Regions from separate parts of the Mus musculus genome. Here region 2 is linked to region 1. The links are chromatin contacts, called in public HiChIP or PLAC-seq maps. All regions are on one chromosome and are shown on one strand. The core of a region is the stretch at or near the end of the contact, and the rest is flanking DNA. Distances in the headings are between cores, read along the strand shown. Region 1 has its middle 100 kb from the start of Gm30713. Region 2 has its middle 25 kb from the start of Gm30713.

What was found. HiChIP or PLAC-seq counts read pairs in DNA pulled down with a chosen protein or histone mark.
Region 2: a contact with region 1 is called in an H3K4me3 HiChIP or PLAC-seq map of bone marrow-derived macrophages, with 2.4 times the contacts expected there. The contact joins two enhancer-like sites. A contact is called at or near these places in 3 of 484 Hi-C or Micro-C datasets (3T3-L1-derived adipocytes, CD4 T cells and nephron progenitors) and 5 of 115 datasets of contacts at active chromatin or transcription factors (bone marrow-derived macrophages, cardiomyocytes, embryonic basal ganglia and 1 more).

What each region holds. Positions count from the first base shown.
Region 1 is chr8:125,281,620-125,289,431 of GRCm38.p6, reverse strand. No RefSeq gene overlaps it. Among named protein-coding and RNA genes, the nearest start is that of Gm30713, 100 kb to the left of the region's middle. Within about 2 kb of position 3,286, at least 102 of the 459 cell types and tissues checked have an H3K27ac peak or open chromatin away from gene starts, as enhancers often do. A contact at or near this core is called in bone marrow-derived macrophages, where this site is marked.
Region 2 is chr8:125,406,975-125,414,786 of GRCm38.p6, reverse strand. No RefSeq gene overlaps it. Among named protein-coding and RNA genes, the nearest start is that of Gm30713, 25 kb to the right of the region's middle. Within about 2 kb of position 4,031, at least 36 of the 459 cell types and tissues checked have an H3K27ac peak or open chromatin away from gene starts, as enhancers often do. A contact at or near this core is called in bone marrow-derived macrophages, where this site is marked.

The sequences.
Region 1 (7,812 bases), core at 2,037-4,536:
GGCCTTGTTAGAGAAAGCACATCACAGGAAAGTCAGAGCTTTGAGGTTACATATGCTCAAGCTAGGCCCAGTGTTGCATACGATCTCCTGCTGCTTTCAGATCAAGATGTAGAACTCTCAGCTCCTCCAGCACCATATCTGCCTGCACATTGCCATGCTTCCTACCATGATGATAATGGACTGAACCTCTGAACCCATGAGCCAACCCCAATTAAATGTTGTCCTTTATAAGAGTTGTCATAGTCATGGCCATTCACAGCAAAGAAACCCTAAGACACTACACAGGCAGGAGGAGCTGAGTTCTGATCTCTAGCTCCCAGAGAAAAGCTGAGGATATGTACCGCCCGCACTGGGAGGCAGAGACAGGAAAATGCCTGGAGCTTCCTGCCCAGCCCTCCAGGTGCACTGAGATACTGTGTTAAATAAGGTGGAAAGACTGTAGGAAATACCAGGAGGTGGGAGGGGGAGGAGGAAGAGGAAGAGGAAGAGAAGGAGGGGATGCGTTGGGAGGCAGGGGCACGCCATTGAGTACTTAAGGATTTGACACTGTCTTCATTGCCTTTTCTGTTGCTGTGGTAAAATATTATGATAAGGCAATTTAAAGAAGGAAAGGTTTCCTTCAGCTACAGTTTGAGGTTCCGTCCACTGTGTCAAGGAAGTCAAGACAGGAGGAGCTCTTAGCAGCTGGTCACATCACATGTACAGTTGGGGAGAAAAGATGACAGAGCTCAGCTGGCTTTCCCCTCTTTATGCAGCCGGGACCCAAGGTCAAGGAAAGAGGACATCTCCTGCTTTCAGTGTGGCTGCCCTACCTCGGTTAACCCAATGAACAGAATCCCTCACAGCCATAGCCAGCCAAGTCATGCCTCAGGAGTTATAGGTGTGTGTGTGAGACAGACAGACAGACAGACAAAAGGGCTATAGCTCTGGAAGATGAGCTATACACACAAAACAGAAGGTAGTCATTGACTCTACCAGGAAAAAGAGTGGTGTGCTGGAGAAGACCCCTTTTGAGCTGGGTTTGGGGGACATCTTATCATGGCTGGGGAGTGCACTGTCTGAGGGATTGCACTTGGAAAGGCATCGTAGGGACACACCCGAGCTGTTCCAGAAACAAGCTCTGAGAGGATTCCTCACACATGGTCCTGAAGCACCCTTGAGTCTGCGGTGTTGATCTCCCTCTCTGCTTCCATGTCTCCACCTTCCCACGGCTTCCCCTGAGCTTGCTTGACCCGTGGCTGCCCCTATCTGCTCATGGTTTACAGATGGACAATAAACCCTGCCACTCCCAGCATGCAACAGGAGAGATTGGCAGAAATGTTATTTTCTTTCTTTCTTTTTCTTTTTTTTTATGACTTTCTAAGATAAAAAGTCTCTCCCGGTGAGGTAGTATTATTCTTGGACAGTCCTCTATTTTTAAAATTTGGGCCAGATCATGCCTCTTGCTTTAGAGTTAGGTCAAAGAAGCTCCTCCCCACCCCATGCTATTTATAAACTCTGTCTGCACTGAACGTGCGCTGGGGCAGGATTTGTTTCTGGGGTTATCTTGTCACCATGGACAAAACTCTGGTGTCCTGGCTCTTGATGTTGGTTGGTTTATTGGGTTTACAGCCAGATTTAAAAGCTAACTTTCTGGCCTTTCATCTTAGAATGTTCTTGTAACAGAAATCAGGGTGGAGGAAAAAAAAAAAAGACCAGAGAGAAAGTTTGAAAAAAAAATGAAGAGGTAGTTCATCTCAATATGCTTAGGCCGATATCAAATAAATTCACATTTTATGGAGTAGAATTCAATTATAAACAGGAACATATCATCCATCTGCCCGAAGCCCTTCCAAAATGTAATTACACCACACTGCGCCTAATGGCTGGTGCTTGATCCAGATATTTGGCAAACAGGGTCACATCCTCCTGGGATGTCACAGCTCAACCACAGCTTCCTCCTCATTACTAGGACCAGTTTTATAGGAACAATTAGGGACAATTAGAAAAACAAGCAGATCTTTCACTCGATAAACAGCCTCTGGCTTTGTAAGTTACATTAGCAATTGTGGCTGCCTCCAGCCAGCAGCCTAGAGGGCTGGAAAATTCTTTTCCTGGAGTAATAGGAAACAAATCCAGCATGAGAAACACAAAAAAGATTCAGAAGGGTCCTCCATGTCCCGTGTGGGGAGTACTTCTGGGGATCTTCCACCTAGCTGAGTCTACAGAGGGAACCCACCAGGAATTCTGAAAGGGAAAGAGAGAGAGAGGGGGGGGAGAGAGAGAGAGAGAGAGAGGAAGAAGAGGAGGAGGAGGGGAGGAGAAGAGAAGAGAAGAGAGAGAAGAAAAGAGAAGAGAAGAGAAGAGAAGAGAAGAGAAGAGAAGAGGAGGAAAGGAGACCAGAGCTTGCTTTTCTAAGAGAACGTGAATCTTGGAACTCATGCATTAACCTGGAAACTTCTTCACTGATGCCCAAGGAAAGGGAAGTCCTGGACTACACTGCATGAATGTCAAGATTGTAGCAAAAGGTGAGGTGAGGCTTGCTTCTCCAACAAAAGAACTCTAATTTCTCTATTCACCTTCCGGAGCTTCTGTGTCTTCCCTCCGCAAAGTATTCTGGGCAGAGCTCTCCCCCTTTCCCGAGGAAAACAGGATAAGCATACAATCCAGGCCCTACACACTCCACTCCCTCAGCCCCCATAGCTGTCACCGCCTGCCCGACCTCTCAGGGCCGAGTTCAGCTTCCTAGTACCTCTTTATCAACAACTGACTATCTCCTTGGTGTCCTCCCGTGTTCAGTGTCGTGTGCTGGGTCAGGGAGAAGCCCGGGGGCCGAGTTCCAGCCTTTCTGAGGCCCCACAGTCAAGCCAGGAGTCCTTGAGGATTTGGAATTACTCCGCTCTTCATCAGCACAGCTCACATGGTGTGGAGCTCATCCTGTAGGCTTGCCTTTCTCACACCCCTGTCCCTCGGGGATTCAAGCTCCTTTCCCATGATGCTCTGCAGCAGTCAGTGACTCACAGCTAGGGGGGTGGGGCGGGGATTGCTTAGATGGCCAAAAGAAGATCAAGCCAATGTCTCCACAAGGTCCTCAGAGAACTTACTTCTGCTTCCCTTTCTCATCTTCCTCCTCCTTCACTGCCCCGGGATTACCACCAACTCCAGGAATAGTTGGTAATCACAGAAGGCCAAAGGCAACATTCACTCTCCTCCTCAGAGATGCAGGAATGCTCACATCTGAGCCCTGCAGGGAGATAGAAGGGTTCCAACAGCAGTTGCTGGAGGCTCCAGCCTGCTACTCTCCCATCGGGAGAGGACTCCCTCCTCTGGCTCCGATACTCTGAGTCACTGGTGTGAGGTAATAGTCTAGCTGGCCCTGGGGCCACATCCCTCGCCCCCAACCCCAGTATCACATTTCTTGTGCCCGGACTTGAACTTGGGCTTTGCTATTTCAGCCCATGTGGGACCCAGATGTAGATGTCTGAAGGGGGACTTCTTTGTTTGTTGGGGCACTTTGGGTGATGCCAGCGTGTTATTTATAAATGTCCTTCCCACTCCATGATAAGGTGACTGAGAATAAGGCTGGAGAATTGGGACCAGAGCTTGTGAAGGAATCGTACTGACCCAAGCTAAACAGTGAAGAAATGAGACCAGAAAGCAACGAGAGGGCTTGGCAAAGGGTAGCAAGGGATACAAGGCCAGGGTGGGAAGGCCTGCGGCTGGTCAGTCATCTGCATGGCCAGCATGGATGGGAGGTATCCAGGCAACTGGAGACAGGAGAGGAAACACTCTCTGCGCCCTGTCATAGAAACCACTAGTCCTTATTTTAACAGCAACTGCGCTGACTACAGTAACAGCCATGCGGTTCCTGGCGCTTCAGAGAGCCCTTTTATTCCTGAGGGTCTCCCCTGACTTCTCAGGCCACCCAGCCTGTCTGTGTCCTTTGACCCTTCTCCATCCCTGCCAAGAGCTCAGCAAGATCGTGGGGCTCATAGAACGGTGCACAGCCACGTCTTTGTTGGCTGGCTTTTACAGAAGCTTGCCCTGGCATTCAAGATTGGGTAGCTTGGTTTCTAACCCTTTATGTAGGGAGAGGGTTTCTCCATCCCTGCTCACAACTCCAAACATCAAGCCCAAACGTTTATTTTGTGCATGTATGTGTATACAAGTGTCAGTAGGTATGCATATTTTTACAGGTATATGTGCCTGTACTGGAGGGCACACATGTGTTTGCCCATATGTAACACATCTGTATGTGAATGCCTTTGTGTGCTTGGCCTATGCTTTGTTGACAGTAGCTCCCGACCAGGCTCCCTTCATCCTCTGCCCTCCTGTCTGAACCGGATTCAACAGGCATGCTTTAGAACATAATTCAAACCACGTTTTGCTTCTGCTCAGAGCATCCCAACAGCCCCTGGTTCTTCTCAGAGTACAAACAGAACTCCTGAAACCTGGAGTTCTGCCTCATATGGCCTCCTGTCTCCCTCGCTGCCCAGTCTCCTTCACCCTGCTCTCTGACCTCTGACAGAGCCTCTTCCTGCCTACATCTGTCTGCAGTCTAGCCTGGGCCTCAACCCACTCAGCCCAGGCTGGTCTCCTCTATGGCTCCCCCTATCGTATCTGCACGGCTTGCCCCTCACCTCCTCTATGACTTTAACTAACTGTTCCTCTGTCTCCAAGACCTACTGAGACTGCCCTATTCAAAACGCCTCTGCACTCTCTCCCAGCATCCCCAGATTCTCTTTGCAGTCTATTTACTTCTCAGGGTGTCACTCCTAACCATGTCAGTACCTCACTTAGGACATGGGCTGTTTGGGGGAAGATAGGTAATCCAAGAAAGCAGAGGTTTTGGGTTGTTTTGCTCACCCCTAAACCCCAAGCCATTAGGCCAGTGCTACCCTAGAGCTATTTAACATACATTCTCAGTGCCAGTTAACTGCTGGTCATCATCATATGTAGGAACTATGGTTGGGTGGAATCGTTCCCTTGCCTTGAAACCATTGACATCTGTGATGGTTTGTATATGCTTGGCTCAGGGGAATTAGAAGGTGTGGCCCTGTTGGAGTAGATGTGTCACTGTGGGTGTGGGCTTTAAGACCCTCATCCTAGCTGCCTGGAAGCCAGTATTCTGCTAGCAGCCTTCAGATGAAGATGTAGAACTCTCAGCTCCTCTTGCACCATGCCTGCCTGGATGCTGCCCTGCTCCCACTTTGATGATAATGGACTGAACCTCTGGTCCTGTAAGCCAGCCCCAGTTAAATGTTGTCCTTATAAGACTTGCCTTGGTCATGGTGACTGTTCACAGCAGTAAAACCCTAAGACAACCTCCATTTCAAGGTCACATCTGTGTGGCCTTCCAAGTCAAGCCCATTCATTGGATTAAGTCTTCCACATAAATATCCCTGAGATTCTGCAGCAGGAAACAATTTAAAGTCTTACAATTCATTCCCTCTCCGGCATTCTCTAGGGTGGGTAAGGTTCTTCTTTATAGCTAAGCCTTCAGAATGTCTGTAGCTAGCTCTCAATGGAGAGCAATTTTATCCTAAACTAGACAGCCAGACGCCAGGCTGGAGTATAGCCTACCTTAGTACACGGGCAGCTGGATGCCTTGACAAGGAAAATACAGAGACTGTATCAACATGCTGCCTTGGGAGGCCCTGAACTCGTGACCCAGGAACACATGAGCACACAGGAATTGTTTTAAGCATCTCCCTCTATCAGACTATGGCCCCCACCTCCAGGCACACAGAGTTTTGGGCTGTGCTCGAACAGCCCCCTGCTACTCACAGTGAGCGTCTCATAAATTATTCTTTCTGATGCCTGCAGAAGCCACAGGCTTGGGATTAGCTGGATGACATCATTGCCCAAAATCTGAGAAGGAAAAGGTCAATTCTCATCCGCTAAATGTCAGGCAACCAGCTTGATGGATTGCTTTTACCGACTTGCCCGGATCAATAGGTTGTTAAGTCATCTTGTTGACACTGATTTAATCAATGTCATTGGGTGGGAAGTGAAGAAGGCAGATGTGCCAGTCCCCAGGCCTACTTGGGTCCTATTCCTTAGCAGTTCCCCTCCATCCTCAATGGACCCTGTGGCATGCATTCCTACACCCCCAGGCCCAGGAGAGACTGCTGAGCTTCAGAAAGGTTACATAGCTCACCCATCACCCAAGATCACCCTAGTAGTGATTAGTCCACACTGTGGCTAATTGCCTGAAAGAGCTTCCAGATACCCACCCTGCCTTCTAGAAAAAGCAGAACAGGAAAGGCAGCCGTGAGAGACCCTGCATTATCAGCAGGCCACGCTTAGAGCATATTTGCTTGGCTGTCCAGAAGTTTGCCTTTGTTGCACAGGGACAAAAATGAGTCTAGAAGTCACACACCAGGCTGCAGGGGACTTATTTCCTTGGGGTTTTATGCTTTGAGGTTGTGGGGCTGGAGTTGGAAGAGCTGCGGGGTACCGGCCCAGCTGGTGTAAAGATATTTATTTCTTTACCTCTGTCGCACTCACTGAAACCCCTGGGCTTTAAACTTGAAAGGTTCCTCAAAGGGTAACCATCCTCTCAGAAGCCTCGACCCAAAGCTGCCTCCCACCGCCCCTCCCTCTGGTTCTTGGTGTCATGGCAGGGTGAGTGGATTATCTTTGCTCTTCACAGCTGTGGCCCTGACCGTGCAGCCAGAGGACAGTCTCAGCATTTAGCACCTGCCCCTCGTCATGCGTCACACTCCCCAGTCCGGATGCTTGGCTGATCTGAGCAGAGTAAGCAAGCTGATTCCCATTTTCCTCCTTCGCTATTTTTGTTTCACCAGGCTGAGAAGCCAGTTCCTCTTCCAGTGTCTCTGATGTCTCCCTTGATGAAACAGGGGCAGCCATAAAGAAACTTAGGGAACAACAAATCTGATTGGTGAATACAGAGTTCAGGGGCACCTTCATCTTCTTAGGATGAGGGGAGGCCACTGTATTTACATATGAGGCCAGTCCTGGAGGTCTGGCATTCCCACCACGAGGAAGGCTGCTTTATGAAAGTGTCTCAGCCTCCTCTGCAGGAAACCCTACCACTGGACGCTGCTTATTCAGATCCAAAGCTGAGGACAGGGACGACTGAGGATATGGTGGGCCTTGTGGTACCTGTGGGTGAAAGAGCTGGGTGCCAATGACTGACTAAAGGACCAAGGGCAATGTTTCTGATTGGTGATTGACAGTCGCTAGAATGGCTAACTCGCTTTCAAATCGAGATCAAAGTTTATCGTTATTTGTTGTTGAAAAATCACAACAACAGCCAACAACAATTGGAAGAATGGAAATGGTTACCATGGGGGTAGGGCGGGGGAACGTAAATTTTCTGTATTTCAGCCTAATTTGCAACATCGTCTGCATTCCCTTGCACTTGAGAGGGCTGGAAGCCAAGAGGTGGGACACAGAAGTTTTGAGTCCTGGGTCTTTTTCAAGGGTCTTCTTTGCCGGGACTTGTCTCAAAATCTGTCACTGGCTGGGTGACTGTGGATGTGTTCACTCATCTCTGTGACTTAGTTTCCCTCTTCGTGGGTGAACAGGATTGGCAGAGTTGAGTGGAGAGGTGGGGGCTGGATTTAGAGTCGCCATGAAAAAAGACCTCCACATTTCCTAGGTTGGGTTCAACCGGAAACATCCATGGTTTTGCTTGACTCTGACACTTTTGCATGTTTCTTCTAAGAAGGATGAGAAGAGTCTCGAGGGACAGAGCTGTGCTGATTAGCGATGTCCCCTTCTGGAGTCGGCAAACCACTTCAATGTGCACAGAGAAGGGAGGTCGGAGCTAGGGAGTCTATAGCACATGAAACGAGGATTGGTCTC
Region 2 (7,812 bases), core at 2,782-5,281, 120 kb before region 1:
CCATCCTGGCCATCAGTATCCCTCCATCCGCCTATGAGGGAACGGTATGGGAAGCCTCCATGGAGCCTGAGAGCCAGGAGGAGGGCCATGCAGAGTGGAGGTGCCTCAGCCAATAATCTGAAGTCATTCAGGCTACAAACACACCTATAGAAGGAGACACGCTCCCGCAGAATATCCTAAAATCTCAGCTTCATAAAGGTAGCTCTGCCGTGTGAACGCACTCACTGGACGGGAATAGCAAGTCTGTGCGTTCCCACACGCATTTTACACGCACAGCTATTCTCAGAAGCTTTTAGTTTTGTTTTTAAATGTTCTGCCTGCATGAATGTCTGTGTACTGTATGGGTGCCTGATACCCTCAGAGGCCAGAAAAGGGGGTTGGATCCCCTGGAGCTAGCCTTACAGACGATTGTGAGCTGTCATGTGGGTGCTCGGAATCTAACCTGGGTATAGAAACAAAGGCAGCCATTGCTCTTAAACACCGAGTCATCTCTCTCCAGATCCTGTTTTAGTTTATTCTTATTGTATTAGTATTGAGTGTGTGTGTGTGTATGTGTGATCTGCTTGTTTGTATACATGCTACATGTATGTAGGGCTCAGAGGAAACAGTGTTTGGGGAGCTGGTGACTACAGTCCCCATATCTGTACATAGAACAAAAGGATTGAAGAGAGGCATAGAACTGTTGCTCCATATTTATGTAGCCATGTTCACAGTAGCTGGAAGATGGAGATCCCTCAGATATGGATCCCAGGAAACCAAAACACACACATTCATGATGGTCAGCGCTGTCAAGTTGACAGACCACTCTAGAAGCACCTAGGAAACAAATGTCCGGGAATGCCTGTGACGGGTTCTCTAGATTGGGTTGGCTAAGGGGAGATGTACCCTAAATGTGACACCATCCCATGGCTGAGGGGTGAACAGACTGAAGAGAAAGGAGACAGAGCTGAGCACCAGCTTTCTCAGTCTGTGTTTCCTGACTGCAGATGCCATGCGACCAGCCGCCACCTCAGGACACAGGCATGCTACTGCCTTGCTGCCTTTCCCCCTGGGAAGGACCACAGCCCCTGACTGAAATAATCCCGTCCATTGGTCACAGCAGTGAGGGGAGTAAGACAGCATCCAACAGAGCATTATTCAGCCTTATAAAGAAAGATGGCCATGTGTTTTAATATGGATGTGGACATTATGCAAAGTGAGATAAGCCAGCAGCCCAGACCAGTGATCATGTGACCCCTCTTATAGGAAGTGTGGGTATTGGAGCGGTCAGACTCACATATACAGAAAACGGAGCTGCAGAGCCCAGGGAAGGGAGGGAAATGGTGCTCGTAGGAAACTGGAAATCCCACTGAGGAGCCCCCTGGGTGCCTGGGAAGCTCAGCTCTGGGTCCACAGGAAGAGCAACAGGGAAGAGAAGCCTCTCTGAAGAGTGATTAACTTAGTAATTAGTGAATCGATGCAGCGAGGGGGAGGAATGGTTCTGCAACGTTTGCTCTGGGCCCTAAACTTTAACATTTAACTCTGCGGCATCTGGTAGGATGAGTTGTGGAGTGAGATCAGCCGCAGAAGCAGCAGGGAGGGGATTAGAGACACAGAGCTTCCGGGAGAAGGAGAGGGACCACACTTCAAAGGAGACCAGCTACTGTGAGAAGTCGCTGGTGCTCATGGGGCAGGAGGAACAAGTCCTCACTTGGGTAAAACCAGATGTAGACAGAAGGGAGAGATGAAGCATTTGGGAGAGCAGATTAACAGCATGGCCTTTGGAAAGGCAGTCCTCAAAGGGAGGAAGGGCTAGTGAACAGAAAGGGCCCTGGAGGCTTGCATTCTGACTAAAATGTCTGCACTTAGAATTTGATTAACCTGTGTATGTTAGGACAAGTGAGACCCTGTAAGTCAAAATTTAGGTGTATGTTTGTACGTGTGCACGTGTGTGTGTGTGTGTGTGTGTGTGTGTGTGTGTGTGCCAGAAGTCCTCAATGGTGGCTGTCTTCCTCACTTGTTCTCTACATCATCATCATCACCACCACCACCACCACCATCATCACCATCATCATTTTGAGATAGGCTCTTCCTGAATCTGAAGCTCGCCAGTTTGACCAGACTGTCTGCTGTCAGCTCCAGGGATTCTCTTTTCTCCAGTTTTCTAATGCTAGGATTTCAGATGGCTGCCACTGTTGTGGGGTATCCCACCAGAGAAGACTCCTGGGATGTGGGTTCAAGCCAGTAGAAAGTCACTCTGAGCCAGGCAGCGACTACACTATGTTAGGGATCCCAGTGAGACTATCTCAGGGTGAGGGTTTAAGCACAAAACTCATATTCTGGGTTGGCACACTTCAGATAACAAGAACAGTTAGCCAGAAGTGGAATTATAGAGGCCAAAAGAAAAAGTTATATTTAGAGACTTTCCCAGAACTGTGGGCTTTGATGGATTAGGTCTTTGTTTTCATTTTGGCAGGTGGTGCTGTCTACATGCTGTGTTTTATGTCCTGAATGGTCCATCATGGAGTCAGTTGTGCTAAGGCCTGGGAGTCTACTAAGGTCTAGGACTCTATTACAGCCACTATTTCTGGTGTGTGTGTGTGTGTGTGTGTGTGTGTGTAAGGGCAGGGGTGCTGAGAGTAAAACCAGGTCCCCATACTTCCAGGGTACCCTTAATTCCAGGCTGATCCCCACCCTGATCCAGGATCTTAGGAACATTGAATTCCTGAGAAATTACAGCACAGGTGAAGAACAATTGTGTCATGATTCCCCATGGCCATGTCATCATTTCAGAGATGCTGGGGCCACCACCCCCATCCTGTTTGATCCTGAGAGGGAAGCATGGCTCAGCCCTGAACACAGCTGACAGCCAGCAAGGAGGCAGGTGGGGTCTGTGCTATGGGTGGACATTGGGTCAGAGCCATCCTACCTACAACCTCTTGGAACTTCCTGCACTTGAACATCTACTGGTACAAACAGCTGGTGTCTCATGCAGAGTAATAAGACACCAATTAACTGTGTGTCCCTGCAGAACCTCTGGGCTCCTGTGAGTCCTTGCTCATGTGTGAGTCCTGGGAGGTGTCCACAGGAGCCTTGAGTGCCAAGAACATGGGAGGATTAAATGCGTACTTCATTTGGGCAGGGCCACATTGGCCAGAAGGGAACGTAGACTGCTCCTGTGTCCCTGGCTACTCATTCTATTGTTGGCCCTTGAGCTTGACCACTCGTGGCTTCCCTTTGCTGGCCTTTGCCTGGCTGAGGTGAATTTGGAGTTAGAGCCTCAACAGAAGAAGTCTGAGGAAGATCATGTGACCATCAGCCCAACTCTTTGCCTTTTGCAAGGTGGGTGGCCTCTCTGAGGAGCAGAGTGACCACAGCTGGGTGCCTTAAGGCATGAAGCTCTCAATTCAAAGTTAGCACGAGGAGTACATTTGCTTTCTCAGCAGACCTGGATAAAGTTCTGCTGTGTGGATTCTTTGTCTTGTAGAAAGACATCTCTGGGAAGAGAGTTCTCGATCAGTACTTAAGCTCTGAGGAAGCTGAGTTCCATACTCCTGGTCTCTAACGGGCCCAGACCCCCACACCATAGCTCCCGCTTTCTATCTTTCTCAGCTCACCGCTGACTCCATTTCAGTAGGGGATGAACCCTTCCTATGGTGTAGACACTGTTCCCTGAGCTGGGGCACCATGCAACGGGTCTCTCAGGAGGTAGCAGCATGGAAGGACCACCTTATCAAGGGAGGGACCAGGCTACAGCAGGGAGTATGCAGGGCCATAGAACTAGGTCCAGCCTACTGCTTCTCTGCTCTCCCTGGCTCCTACTTCCTGCTCCATGGCTGAGAAGCAGAAGAATCAGGGCCACTGCCAGGAAGAGCCGCCTGAGAGCCAGGGTTCGTGAGAACAGAACTCCATATTAACTGTGTAAACACACTTGGATCTCGTGCCCCAGACCACAGGGACTGTGCATTGATGTTTCTCTTTTAAAACCAGCAAGGCCCATGTTTGCATAGTGGTGCTCGGGCACATGGCAGGGCAGATGGCTGTGAGTCATTGTCGTGGGGATGGTGAGTGGCCTCAGCAGCCACCAGCACCCTTGGGACCAGACTGTTCCTTTAAGCTAGTGTATTAGTTATTTTCTTGTCAGGATGACCAAACTCCTTACAGGAAGTAACTTAAGGGAAGAAAGGCTTATTTTCAGATCAAGGATTCAGAGAGTTATCTGGTCATCCATTTTGGAGGGAATGGCACCGTAGAAGCCGGATGCAGCAGGTCACCCTGTGTCTGGGGTCCGGAAACATGACAGACAGGAGCAAAGCTGAACTCTCAGACCAAAATGCTTCATTCTCCCACAGAGTTCTATAACCGTCCCCAAACAGAACACTGTCTAGAGACCAAGTGTACTGGCTGGTTTTGTGTGTCAACTTGACACAAGCTGGAGTTATCACAGATAAAGGAGCCTCCCTCGAGGAAATGCCTCCATGAGATCCAGCTGTAAGGCATTTTCTCAATTAGTGATCAAGGGGGGAGGGCCCAGCCCGTTGTGGGTGGTGCCATCCCTGAGCTGGTGGTCCTGGGTTCTATAAGAAAGCAAGCTGAGCAAGCCAGGAGAAGCAAGCCAGTAAGTAACATCCCTCCATGGCCTCTGCATCAGCTCCTGCTCCCTGACCTGCTTGGGTTCTAGTCCTGACTTCTTTTGGTGATGAACAGCAATGTAGAAGTGTAAGCCGAATAAACCCTTTCCTCCCCAACTTGCTTCTTGGCCTTGATGTTTGTGCGGGAATAGAATCCCTGACTAAGACACCAAGTGTTCCAACATACAAACCTGAGGCACACTTAAACCAAACTGAGTGCCTGGCCCAGCACTCCTGGGCAGTTGGGACCTGCAGCCTCTGCTCTGCCTTAGTGACACAGGGCCAGGTGGAAGGATGGCAGACTATGTGGCCTGTTCTCCCTCTGCTCCTAGAAAGTCAGGGCTGGATGACCTGCTGGCTCAGCCTAGACAGAGCAACAGTCACTTCACCTCCAGCATGCTCCTATCGTTCAATGCATTTAACCCCATAAAGAGCTGCTATGGCTGACCATCTGTGAGGAGTCCTTAGTAACAGGTGCTGGCTGGCGGTCAGGTGATCACTGAATTAGTTCCTTAATGCAGACAAACTTGAGAGAAAGAGAAAGTAACAGCTTTATCCCTCAGGACCGGAAAGAGCTTGGGTATTTTATACCCTTAGCCTTTCCGCATTAGATCTTTTAGATACCTGCCTCTCTATCTTCCCCACAATGTCTTCTGGGATCAGGAAGCTACCACAGGGAACCATGTTTCTTGTCTACCTGCCCCTCCCCCAGCTCCCCTTCACCTTGATGGCTCCCCCTGTGTATGCCAGCATCCTGCTTCTGGGTCAACACAGCTGCTCTCATTCATAGTGAGCAGACCCAGGGACATTCCTGCCCACAGGGCCAGTCAGCAGTCTCTGAGAAGTCATTTGAATTCCCAGACCCTGACTCCTCCCATGCCTGCTCCACCTCTGAAAGCTCAACCTTGTCTTCCAAAGAACTTCCTACCTGCTTCAAAATGGCTCACCAAACTTCCCAGGGTGGCCTGACATCTTCATCATCTCCAGGAAAAGAAGGAGGGAGGGAGGGAGAAAGGGAGGGGGGGTGAGGGAGGAAGAGAGAGAAGGAGGGAGAGGTCAGAACAAGAGACAGACTCAGGACCTGTGTGCTGGTCCCTATTTCAGCAGCAAGGCCAGAGGGACACTGAGACTCTAGGAAATGATTTGACCTCCTCCCCCACCACAACCACAATGTGCACAGATTTCTTCCGAGACCCCCACCTCCACCCCACATCAAGCTCTGTGATGAGAGCCCATGTCAGGATGCTGATCTTCAAGAGTTTGTGTGATGCTGGGCAAGATGCTCAGTCTCTCTGTGGCTCAGTTTCCCTGTGTATAAGTAAAAGTCGATAGTTTTAACTACTTCTTAATATGGCTGTGAGAATTGAGGATGCCTTTGGAAGGCATGCAGGAAAGCACCTACCAGCTGCTGGGATCGCCAGACACCTCACAGAATCCCAATGCTCTTCTGCAGTATCCCTGTCATTGGAGATGTTGAGCACTCAACAAATGTACTCTGACTTCTCAGAGACCTGGCATGGTGGGGCAAGTATGCAGGAATGGCCAGCTTCCACGTGTAAGAGGGTTGGTTCCCTCCCCTGAGCCCCAACCCCACCCCACCCCCACCCAACCCCGACCTGGCCCCGCCCCCAGCCCCACCCCATGTGATGCTGCTGGAGCCCTGAGGAGGAGGAGCTGCTTGGGAGGTCTTTAAGTCACTGGGGATGTGTCCTTGAAAGGGGTTGTGGGAACCCAGCCCCTTCCTCTCTCTTTGGCATCTTCCCTGGTGAGGTGAGCTAGTGTGTAGGGCCACAGGCTCCTGCCTTCATGGGCTACCTCCTCACTGGCTGATGGCACAGGGTCTCCCAATCTTAGCCTGGAACCATCCAAACTGAGCCAGAGTAAACTCTCTTTGTAAGTTGCTTATCTCAGGCAGATAGTGTCAGGAACTGCCTGGCACACTTGGCCTTCACACCTAGCTGGCCATGTTTTTATGGATCAGTCCCCCCCAACAAGCCTGTGGGGTTCCTCCCAAGACTATTCATACTTCCCTTTTCCTTAGCACAGCACCAGACACTTGACAGGTCCTGGATGTTTGGGGGAGAAGGAATCCAGGTAGCTGGGCATCTCACTCAGGCCCAGGGACGTGCATCCTCACCAGGCCACCCGAGGCCACATTAGCTCAGCTCTCTTTGTTGGCAGCCTTTCCCACTGCCCGCTCGAGGGGACAAGTGGCACAGCTGGAGGAGAGCTGAGCTGTCAGTGTTACCATCAATAATGAAACAGCGTCTCTCTTCTCAAGGGGCCTCTCATCTCCACGGCACTGAGCAAACACGAGGAGGCACAGTAGCTGGTGCCCCTGCGAGGGAGCATAGTTCCAGCTGAGTCTCGAGCCTTGTCCTCAGAGTCAGCAGAGCACAGAGTGGAGAGTGGCCCCCAGCTGAGCCCAGTAGATCAGTCCTTGAGATCACAACCAATTTTGTGTATGCCTGAGTGTGTGCCTGGCCAGTGTGTACATATACATGTACCTGTGTGCACATGTATGTCTGCTGCATGCCTGTCCCTATGTGGGCATATCTGCATGTATGTGTACATGTGTGCCTGTATGAACATGTGTGTCTTTGCATATATCCCTATATTGGCATGTCTGTAATTTTGTATGTGTGTCCCTGTGTGAGCATATGTGTGCAGGTGTGGATGTGTTTACATGTATACATGTAATACATGTGTATATATCATTATGCCTATGCAGGAATGATCATGTATGTATGTGTGCATGTGTATGTGTATTTCTGTATATGCACATGTATCGCCATGTGTTTGTGAATACATGTGCATGCAAATGCATGTGTGCCTATTTGTGTGCACATACAAGTATGTGTGGTATGTATAGTGATTGCCCATGTATGTAAACATGTATGACTCTATGTGTATCGAAATCATTTCACACGTTTAAACTTTCTCAAGCTGGACATGGTGCTTCTTACCTGTGACCTCAGAACTGAGAAGGCTGAGACAGAGGATTGCTGCAAGCTGGAGACCAAACTTGACTGAACAGTTCATTCTAAGTCCATCTGGGCTATAGTGAGACCTTGTGTCTTCCCCATCGCCAACTCATTAAAGACCAAACCCAAGTGACTCACTCTCCTCTTCAAGGTTGTTCAACTTCCTGGAGACAAGAGCCCCTGCTGGTCCTAAACAGATAAGCAGGGCCAAGCTAAGA